Regions from separate parts of the Monodelphis domestica genome. Here region 1 is linked to region 2. The links are chromatin contacts, called in public Hi-C maps. All regions are on one chromosome and are shown on one strand. Each heading gives the region's core, a stretch centred on a gene start, on an enhancer-like site or on the middle of the called end of the contact. The rest is flanking DNA. Distances are from core to core; before and after follow the strand shown.

Region 1 (4,791 bases), core at 808-3,307, 910 kb after region 2:
CAGAATACACATTCTGGGACAACCTTTTCTAACTGATCTTTGAGACCAAACCCCCAGCACATGGAAGAGTCCTTTCCAAAGTCTAAATGCATGTTTGCAATCAGCAGTGCAGAGGTTGTTAAGGAGAACTCGAGCATTTTGTGCTGTAATGACTCTGAGGGCAGCCAGGAAGCAGCTATAAATTAACGTCAGGCACATTTAAGAGCACTGATGTCATTTACCTAATGCAAAGGCCCAAGTTAACATAAAGCTTCATTCTATTATAAAGTAGCATTGGTGCCTTAACATTTAAAAACAAAAACAGTTTTTTCCTTTGCTTACCAGTGTGAGTTCTAATGTGTCCTTGAAGCAACCAGGGTCTTGAGAATGCCTTGCCACAGATCTTGCAGACACAAGGTAACGTGTGGGTCCTGATGTGCATCTTCAGGGCGCCCAGGCTCACATATTCCTTGTCACAGTACTTACAGCTGAAAGATTTCCTAGACTGGGCATCGCAGTGCAGCTGCTTATGCTTGGCCAGCCCAGAGAAAGTGGAATAGGTTTTGTTGCATAAACTACACTGAAACTTTTCAGCTTCGATGGCGTGGGCATCCGAGAGTTTGGACTGAATTCTTTCCTCTTCATCACTGATGGGACTTTCTGAGCCACTGTGGTCCTTGGATGAGGTGTCTGATGCAGGTGGGGGGCTCACTCTCCCCAAGGATGAAGGATATCCAGAAAGAGGAGAGAGGTCATTGGGCAATGGCGAATGGAATGGAGCATTTGTAGTCCACACAGTAATGGGGTTGTAGGCTACTGAGCTGAGGATTTCTGGTTGTGGTATGACAGGCACTGGGTAGCTTTCATAGAGATATGGGGAAATAATCACTGGCAAAAAGAGAAAAGAAAAGAGGATTAAGGTAAAGTAACTGGAAAATTCCTGCTAACAGGCTATAAAATAATGCTTATAGGATTTCACAGTGTACAAGACAGACGCCCAGAAGAGAAGATGGAGGCATTTGTAAAGCAGATTCGGTTTAAAAGTATGACACTCCCATGCATATTGCATTTGTGTCCATGGACATTCACTGGAAATATCCATGACAGCACCTGAAAGATTAGCAATCAGTGCAATACACAGAGAAGAAGTTCTAAAAGCCTAATCCTTAACCTTCACTTGTAAGCTCTAGTCTAAATGCATACAACTGCCTGCATATACACATAGACTTTTCCATTGCCATTCTTTATGACATAAGGTTTTTCTTTCAAACATGTGTATTCTATATTTCTAAGCAGCACTTATTTCTCCTGCAACTTTTAAAAAGGAAAACAAGCTCATTTCATGAAATTTGTTTTCAAGTGGTAGCCGTCAATTCAGAAAAAAAAAATGCTTTAAAAATGTACTTAAATCACAAAATACTTTTACAGAAAAAATAAAGTGATGGATCAAGTTTCTGAATTAAGCTTTTCTCCAAATAGTGAAAACAAAATAAAAAAAATATTTCAATCTACCAAATAAAATAACAACGCAAACCAAGCAAACAGCAGTTACTGAAATGTATTTTGGTTAGAAAAGGGTAGATTCATTCTCTCTCTCTCTCTCTCTCTCTCTCTCTCTCTCTCTCTCTCTCTCTCTCTCTCTCTCTCTCTCTCTCTCTCTCTCTCTCTCTCTCTCTCTCTCTCTCTCTCTTTCTTTTACCTGTATGTGTGTCCAGTTCACTATAATTTGGCTTCTTGGATGAATTGAAATGTTTCTTGACCAGGAAGGATCGTGGCATTTTGAAGTCAGGCCTTTGGAGTTTTCCCAAAATGTCTTTTGCTTTAGAATAACGGTCTCCAGGTTCCGTGCAGGAATCCAAATCACTGCTCACACATTAGTCCTTCTAGCATTGTCTACTCCGCGGAATCCATGCAGTGAAGGAAAGCTACAGCAGGGCAGAGACTCCTTGCAAAGTGCTGTAAATACCCACTATCAGGTGCAGGAGGGTAGGGCCACGGTTTTCTCTCGGTCCAATCACTTCGGAAGCTGCTCGGGCTTTTTTACTCACTGAGCCCATTTGGCTGGGCGGGTTCTCCTCCCTTTCGGGAGCCGGGATCCAATCATTGCTTCGAGGTAAGGGTTTGGTTCAGGTTTCAACTCCTCCCCCCGGGACAGCTGTGAACAGAGTCTGTTGTCAGACTAAATTATTCGGGTTCAAAGTGGCTGTATGTTGTTCCTCGGAATTTCAGTTGGATATTTTTTTTAAGTGCTTAAGTATTTTCAGTAGAGGTAATTTTACCGATTTAGCTCCACTAGTTATTATTCTTACTCACACAAAACTAGATAAGTTATAGACACTGCGATTTCTTTCTGCAACAGGTCTGGCTTCCAGATGTTTGATAAAACAAATACGACGGAACAAAATGTTCATTAAGGAAAGGAAAGGGAGAGTACGATATGATAACGGGTCAGCTTGCAATGTTAATGAGTATCTATATTTGGAAGTGCCATCTTGAAAGGTTTTTACTTGTAGATGAACCAAATCATTAACTCTTGGCTTTTGAAAAGGAAAGGTAGGAGAGGGAAGACAAAAGCTTCTGTGAGTGAGAAGGGAAGCTCCTTCACAGTAGGGAGGTTCTTTTGGTCTGTAAAACTTGTAGGAAGCGGCATGCCATTCACATTCTGAGCGCTGTTGAATACATTTTATATCTTAAATGGCTTCAGCAAAGCAAGATCACATTTCCTCGTGGAAATTGAGTAATCATTTCACTGTATTAGTTGCTGTAGCTCGAGAGAAATGCTGTCTTGCTATGAGAGAGATGATTATCTGAGGAAATGGAAAATTGAATGCTTAATAATATGCCCAGCTAATCTACACAACAGTTAGGTAAACTCTGTCAGGACTGGTGGAAGATCCTCTCACATTTCCAAATGATGATAAATTAGCCTATCATGCTTCTTAATGTGACTTTAGAGAAAGAGTGGAGAGATTTCTTTGAAAACATCTCAAAGATTAATCTTTTTTTTTTTAATTTGGTGTAATTTTTTTTTAAGGATAAAGTCATTTAAATCAATTTTAGGATCATTTCATTTCCTGGAGGACAGTAGAAACAGAATACAGTAATGAGTACAGAAAGCTAGAGGTTAGGAGAAATGTCTATCTAGAAACATAAAAAATACCTCACTTTTTAAAATTGTGAACTTAAAAATGTAAAAAAAAATATTCCAAGGCACATGATTTATTTTTGAAGCATGACAAGTGTCTTTCCAAATGCTTCAGTACACATCATTTTTTTTTCTTGCTCCCATCTGTAGCTTGCTCAGAGAACTATTAATGAGGGAACATGCATAAAGACCACCCCAGCTTTGCCTCTAACAGGTGCTGGAAGAGAAATGTGAAGAAGCAAATAGAAAAGGTTGTGTTAGGACTTGTAAGAGTAAAGTGCATTGTCAAGCTGCATAACTTCTTAATCTTGAGATGCCAAAACAAGTGTACGAAGATGGGGTGGTGGGAAGTTCCCTAGTTTCTTGAGCTAATTTCTAAGGGAGATTTTATATACACAATCATATATTTAATATGTGTTTATATATGTATATGCCTTTATATGTAAACACTCTCCATGTATACACACACACATACAATCATGAATATACATATATAAAGCCCCTAACTTTAGTGGTGAATAGTAAAGGAGAATTAGATGGGTCTCCAAGCTGAAGGAAATGCACCTAGGGAAACAGAAAGGTGAGTGGCAACATCAGAGCCCTTGGGACTGAAGTTTCTCCTAACAAACTATAAATCTGAGGATAATGCAGTGCATGTTTTCCGAGATTACTGCTTTCTATGAGTTGAGGTAGAGATTTAGGAGTCTAGATTATTGAAACAAGAGTCCTCTTTGCCCTTTTCACCCCATTTCCTGAAAAAGGCACAATTTGTTAGAGAGAGATATAATATACAGTTGAGTAAACACAAATTGTCATGAGCTTCCATTTCCTCCTTTGACTCCCTGGAAGATAATGAAATTCTTTTCTCATAACTTCAGAGACTATTCATAACAGTAAAGAACTATAAGAGCAATGTTGTAGCTAAAATGTGTTTGTAGTATTTGCTTTCTAATAATGTTGGTCAAAGTACTAACGGTTGTGCATTCCAATAATTGGAGAAGATAGATATTTACATTTATTTTCTGAATATGTGATTCTTTGCAACAGCAGTTGATTATAATTATAAAAGCAGGGAAATTGACTTATTTATATTCATATAAGGGAGCCTAGTCATACCTTGCAAATGTACACAGGGTACATCACACAAATCACATAACCATGACATATTACTGCACTTACTGGAAAGAGTGAATGATGTTGGGAACAGCGTATGAGGCATGTTATTACACAGATCTGAAAGGTTACTAGTCACACATACTACCTGAGTGAGGTCTGCTGTCAAAAGTGGGAGAGTCTGCAGGCAGACCGGGTGAGTCAGTCCTAACAGGTGCTCTGCTTGTTCCCTGCTAACATGGTTCAGAGGGGCTTTGGAGCCCAGCAAAATGTGCAGGAAAGGAAGAAGGATACAAAGGGAAATGCACTGGAGTCAGCTGCAAACCAGGGCTAAAGCAGAAGATTTCCTTGCCTTCTGGATGCCAGAGATCTCAGTTAGGTAATGTTTGCTGTGGTCACTGACTCAGCTGAGAAGCTGAAATATTTTTCCTGCATGAGGAGAGAACTCATGTCTGGTACAACAGTAACAGCCTGAAGATGCTTCATTTTGAAAGCTACAAAATATGAGCCTGTTAAGTAGGTAACCCTCATCACTAATATAGAGAATTTGGAGG
Region 2 (4,910 bases), core at 2,129-4,628:
CTCTCAGCCCATTCTGGAAGTCAGAAACTTCATATCATTCTGTATCCTACCTTAATACATATGTACCACCTATGAGTTATAGTTTTATGTTAATTTCACAAACCACCTATAACACCCATCTAAGATATTAGTGGATATGGATTTACATACATAAACTCAACAGGCTTCTTACCAAACAACATATCAAAATGAGCAAAATGAGTTTTTCATCACTTTATTTTGAAATATGGCTGGTTAAACCAATTTCTTTTGAATTATTGTGGCTCTAAAAATCTTCAGCCTTGCATTTAAAGCCTTTGACAATGAGGATTCCATCTCAGTTCCTAGTCATGCATTCTCTCTTTCAGTAAAACTGGCCTGCCATCTATTTCCCCATCTTCTACATTCCATTTTCTATTTCTATGTCTTTGTATAAATGGTACTCCATGTATTCCATGTACTCCCTTCTCACTTCTACCATATAGAAACCTTAGCTTCTTTCAAAGCACAGCTCAGGTACCTCGATACATATTTCTAGACACCTAGATATCTAGATACCTAGACAGATATTTCCTGATTCCTTGATGTAGAAGTACTTTCCACTTTTTGAATTTACTTTGCATTACCATGAGAACATACATCATATTCACTTATTATGCACATGCTATATCCATATTTATCTCTTCCTCTCTCCCTCTCTACTCTAAAAGACTATAAACCTTTATATATCCCTAAGACCCAGTAGAGTGCCAGTCAGGTATTAGGTATTTAAATATTTTTTGAATTGGTTGAATTTCACTAAACCAGCTTTATGGGATTTCTGGGAGAGTTGCAATTAGCATAAGGTATGTATGGAGAACCTTCTATCAATAAGAAATTTTTTTTCTCTTGGAACTCTTGTGAAGACATCCATTTTACATGATGTTGGCAAATACCTAAGGCAAGTATTTATCTTTTTATGATGTCAATATATAACAAGTTTTAAAGATTTTGTAGTAGTATTTGTTATAGAATCTTCAACAATTTAAACGTGTTAGAAACACCTTGTGTGAGAAGGGCTTTTAGGACATCGTTTGTTTTATTGGGCCAAATGCCTTTTATTTTTTTTAAATCAAAGGACAATAGATAACTAGCTTTTATAATTTCTGCACTTACACGAAAAGATAATAGTAAAACTCTGTTGTTATATGGCTAAAAGGTTGTGGTCCATTGTAGAAAATTATCCATGAAAGTCAATCTGTTCCCTTTTTGTATCTGCATCAGGGAAACCTTTAGTAATGCATAGTCCTTTCAGTAAAGATTTTGTAGTGATATGAATTTATTCATATAGTCTATTTCTGATATATTACTGGAAAGTATTTGTTGGAGGGAGGCAAGAAATATCATCTGTGACATTTTTCATTCTTTTGGGATTCCTTTGGAATTGATTCATAAATGATTTTAAAATTCTGTGTTATCCTTAGTATAGGTCTCCTTTACCTATCTGATAAGGTTCAGATGCTTTTTCTAATTTCATTTTCTTAAGTGCTATTTCTACTTCCTTACATAATACATCTAATATTTAGGAGGTAAGAGTTCAAATGTTGTGTTTCTGCTACTGCTGCGAATGAGATAGGTCAAAATAGAAATGCAAGAAGATCTGTTCCATCAGGTATCTGTTGTTCTGATGATTTCATCTATACAAATACTCTTTGTAGTCTATGGCTTACCTCTATCTCATATCAAGATCTCAGTATGCTAATCTTCCCGTCAATTGTTTTTTACTCTTTTATAAAGATGCTATTTCTAAACTTCTGTAATGAAGAGAGAAAAAAGAAAGTGTTATATTTGAGATAGCAATTATATTTGGTCTGTCCAAACAACTGTTTGAAAAATTAAAAAATTCAGCTAGTTGTTTTTGTCTACATCATAACAAATTGATATTTTTATTGATTTCATTGGACTGCCTTTTTTTTGAAGGAGGGGATGGACTAAATTAAATTAATCAAATCATCAAAAAATTTTTTTGTTGTCATTGAGTCAATTTCAGTTGTGTCTAACTCTATGTGATCCCATTTGGGGATTTCTGTCAAATATCTAGGAATGGTTTGCCATTTCCTTCTCCAGCTCATTTTATAGATGAGGAAACAGAGGCAAACAGGGTTAAATACTTGCCCTGATGGGTCACACAGCTAATATCTGAGGCCAGCTTTGAACTGCAGAAGATGAATCTTCCTGACTCCAGGCCTTGCACTCTGTCCACTACACTACCTGGCTGCCCCAGTAGATGTTTTGGCTTTGTATAAAAAGCTGAAAACTTGAAAACTCCCTAAGATTGTACAATCTTTGTGGTCTCATGCAGATTATAAGCAATATTATGTTGCATATATATATATACATATTAAGATCTTTTCTTTCATAGAGTTTCATAGAGCAATAGTAGATTTTCTTTAAATAGCAAGTCATTGGTTTCTGTGTTTTAATTTTTTTAAATGTAGCTTATAAAACTTTGAGCCACAGGGAGTAGGAGCTTCTGCCAGCTCAGAAAAACAAGACATAAGGGCTTATTTTTGGTCTCCTATAACTTTTTTAGATAACCACATCAGATTTCATAAAGAAGGAAGGAGGATCAGAGTAGCTGACGATTGTGCAGAGGCATCCTTTACTTCCTTGTGAACCAAATGTGGTTTGGACACTTCATCTTCACTTTTCTTGGTGTAAGGTATCAGATTTGTGAGTAGGAGATAAGGCATAATGGAGAAAGCTCGTGTGATGCTTGCTGAGGATAGACTGAAGAATCCTATATCCACAGTGAAATATTGCTTGTTTTCCTCATTAACCCTGCTTCCTCATGTCCTAGTAAACTTTTATTCATAGTTCTGGAAGACATCATTCATTTCTTAATGCATTCATTCATCAGACAGTTACTGGGCATTTGTTATATGTGAAAAACTGCATTGGTTTAGACACCTTTGACTTTGGGTTAAAGATAAAAGGCATGGTCCTTACACTGTGGGGAAGCGAAGGTTTAGTGAAAAAGATAGATTCGGAAGATGAGGGAGTAGTATGTTGATTTAGGAGAAGCTAAGGGCTTTTGAAGTAGTTACCCATCCTGTCAATGAGAGGTCTTATTTTGTGGTATCTGCAAAGCCCATGAGGACTATTTTGTTGCCTTTAGAATCAGACATCTTTTTCCTGCTTATATTTTTTCTCACCATTTCTTTGTCCCAATAATTTTAGTCCCCCTCCTTCATGATACAAATAAATACAATCTCTTGGAAGTGGAAAATGTGTATCTGAAACTTGGCTCCTGCTCTTTCTCCCCAGCTGGTTTCCCAGGGAACACACGCATACACAAGATGCTGGGACATTCAGGAAAATGGGCATGAGTCAATGTGAAGCATGAAATGTTTTGTAGGTCAAACTACTCCACCAGTGACGGAGGAGGATCATGCTCCCAGTCACTAAGGCAACCTGCTCCAGAGACAGTTACACAACTGTGACAGCCCTGATTTCAAGATTTGGCGTTTTGATTCCTAAGTTGGTTTCAAGACTTGTTTCATTTTGTAGCAGGAAGACTACTTGGCTATCATGATCCACCCTGGAAAAGGCCTGTGCAATGCCTCTCACTCCTGGCTCTGTGTCCGCACTGAACTGACCCATAAACTAGATGTCAGTGTACCACAGAGTCCTATTCATAAGCTCATGTTTTTGGAAGAAATGTCCAGAGGCTCTAAAAATGAGCAGTGAGACAGTGACATCATAATGCTATTTATTATTTCAGGTTAGAGTGGCACCTACTAAATCATTAAGGCTGCAGGTAGGTTTTTCCATTGGAGGGAAGTATTCTTTTTCTCTCTCCAAAGCTGGATTGCTGTGAGACATAGAGCAAGCACGTTTGCTGGGAGTGGTAGTGAGGGCCAGAAGGAAAAAAAAAGAATTTGGATCATTCACATTTTCATTTATTTTAATATGTGCCCCATCCATGTGGTTGAGTTGGCTTAGTTTTTCAGGGATATGGGCAGGGCTAGCCTCAAGCATTGCTCAACCAGCTTGCTGTCTGGTATGGTATAGTTTGAGAGACATTCAAAGACTTCCCCTATCCAAAAATATATTCCATATTAGCCCTGTCTCAATGCCAGAAACTCCTACGTTTCTTATTCCATTAGGTTGAATTATTGACTCTCTTAAATATATTTGCATTTTACCTAGTAACAGAAATAATACTAAGCCTTTTAGCTATTATCTTATTGGAGTGAGGTTTTCAGATTAGGTAGCCAGTTATCCAAAAGTGGTACATAGGACAGGTATGTTTTGGTGGGATGAAAGGAATCAGGAAAGGTCTTGAGCTTGATTCTGTCTTAGAAATATACTTCAGTATGGGTCTCTCAAGAGAGTCGGGTTAGGGCTAACATGATGGTAGAGTTAATGGCTACAATTGTCAACAGCCTGGCATTTGACCAGGTTGGCTAATAGTCTATCAATAGTCTAGTTGCTTCCTTCTAATACATTACTGCATGGCATTCTAAAAAGAGAATTTTGATTGCAGTAACCTTAATTTCAAGGCACAAGCAGAGGGAAGTAGGTTGGGGAGAGAAGTTGGGGATATTCAGAAATTGGGTCAAATCAATGGCAAACCCAAACTTGCCCTCTTGCCCTATCTTCATATTAACCATTTTGAGAAGACCTAGGTCAGAATATAGGTCCTCAGTGCAATCGTAGTAAATGGTGCAATAGACAAAGGGAACAAGGATATTTCTCAAGACCAGGAATCAAATTAAAAGTGATAGTCGATGTGGTACAATGGAAGATAGTCATGGAATCAGAGGACCTGAATTCAGATCCGAACTTCAGGCTTACTACCTAAGTGACAAACCACTTATCCTCCCTGGTCTTCAGTTTCTTTACCTGTAAAGTAAGCGATTGAATCAAATGGCTACTGTGGTCCTTTC

What was found. A called contact is a pair of places that touch in the nucleus more often than the background predicts.
Region 1: a contact with region 2 is called in a Hi-C map of spleen and liver, with 7 times the contacts expected there. The contact joins the promoter of SNAI2 here to the enhancer-like site in region 2. A contact is called at or near these places in 2 of 2 Hi-C or Micro-C datasets (limb and spleen and liver).

The regions. Positions count from the first base shown.
Region 1 is chr3:294,203,837-294,208,627 of mMonDom1.pri, forward strand. It overlaps SNAI2 (snail family transcriptional repressor 2), which reads right to left and starts at 2,058. Exons shown (of 3, transcript XM_001368855.5): 1 at 1,679-2,058; 2 at 322-867. The coding sequence starts at 1,757.
Region 2 is chr3:293,288,928-293,293,837 of mMonDom1.pri, forward strand. No RefSeq gene overlaps it. Among named protein-coding and RNA genes, the nearest start is that of UBE2V2, 390 kb to the left of the region's middle. Within about 2 kb of position 3,379, at least 1 of the 2 cell types and tissues checked has open chromatin away from gene starts, as enhancers often do.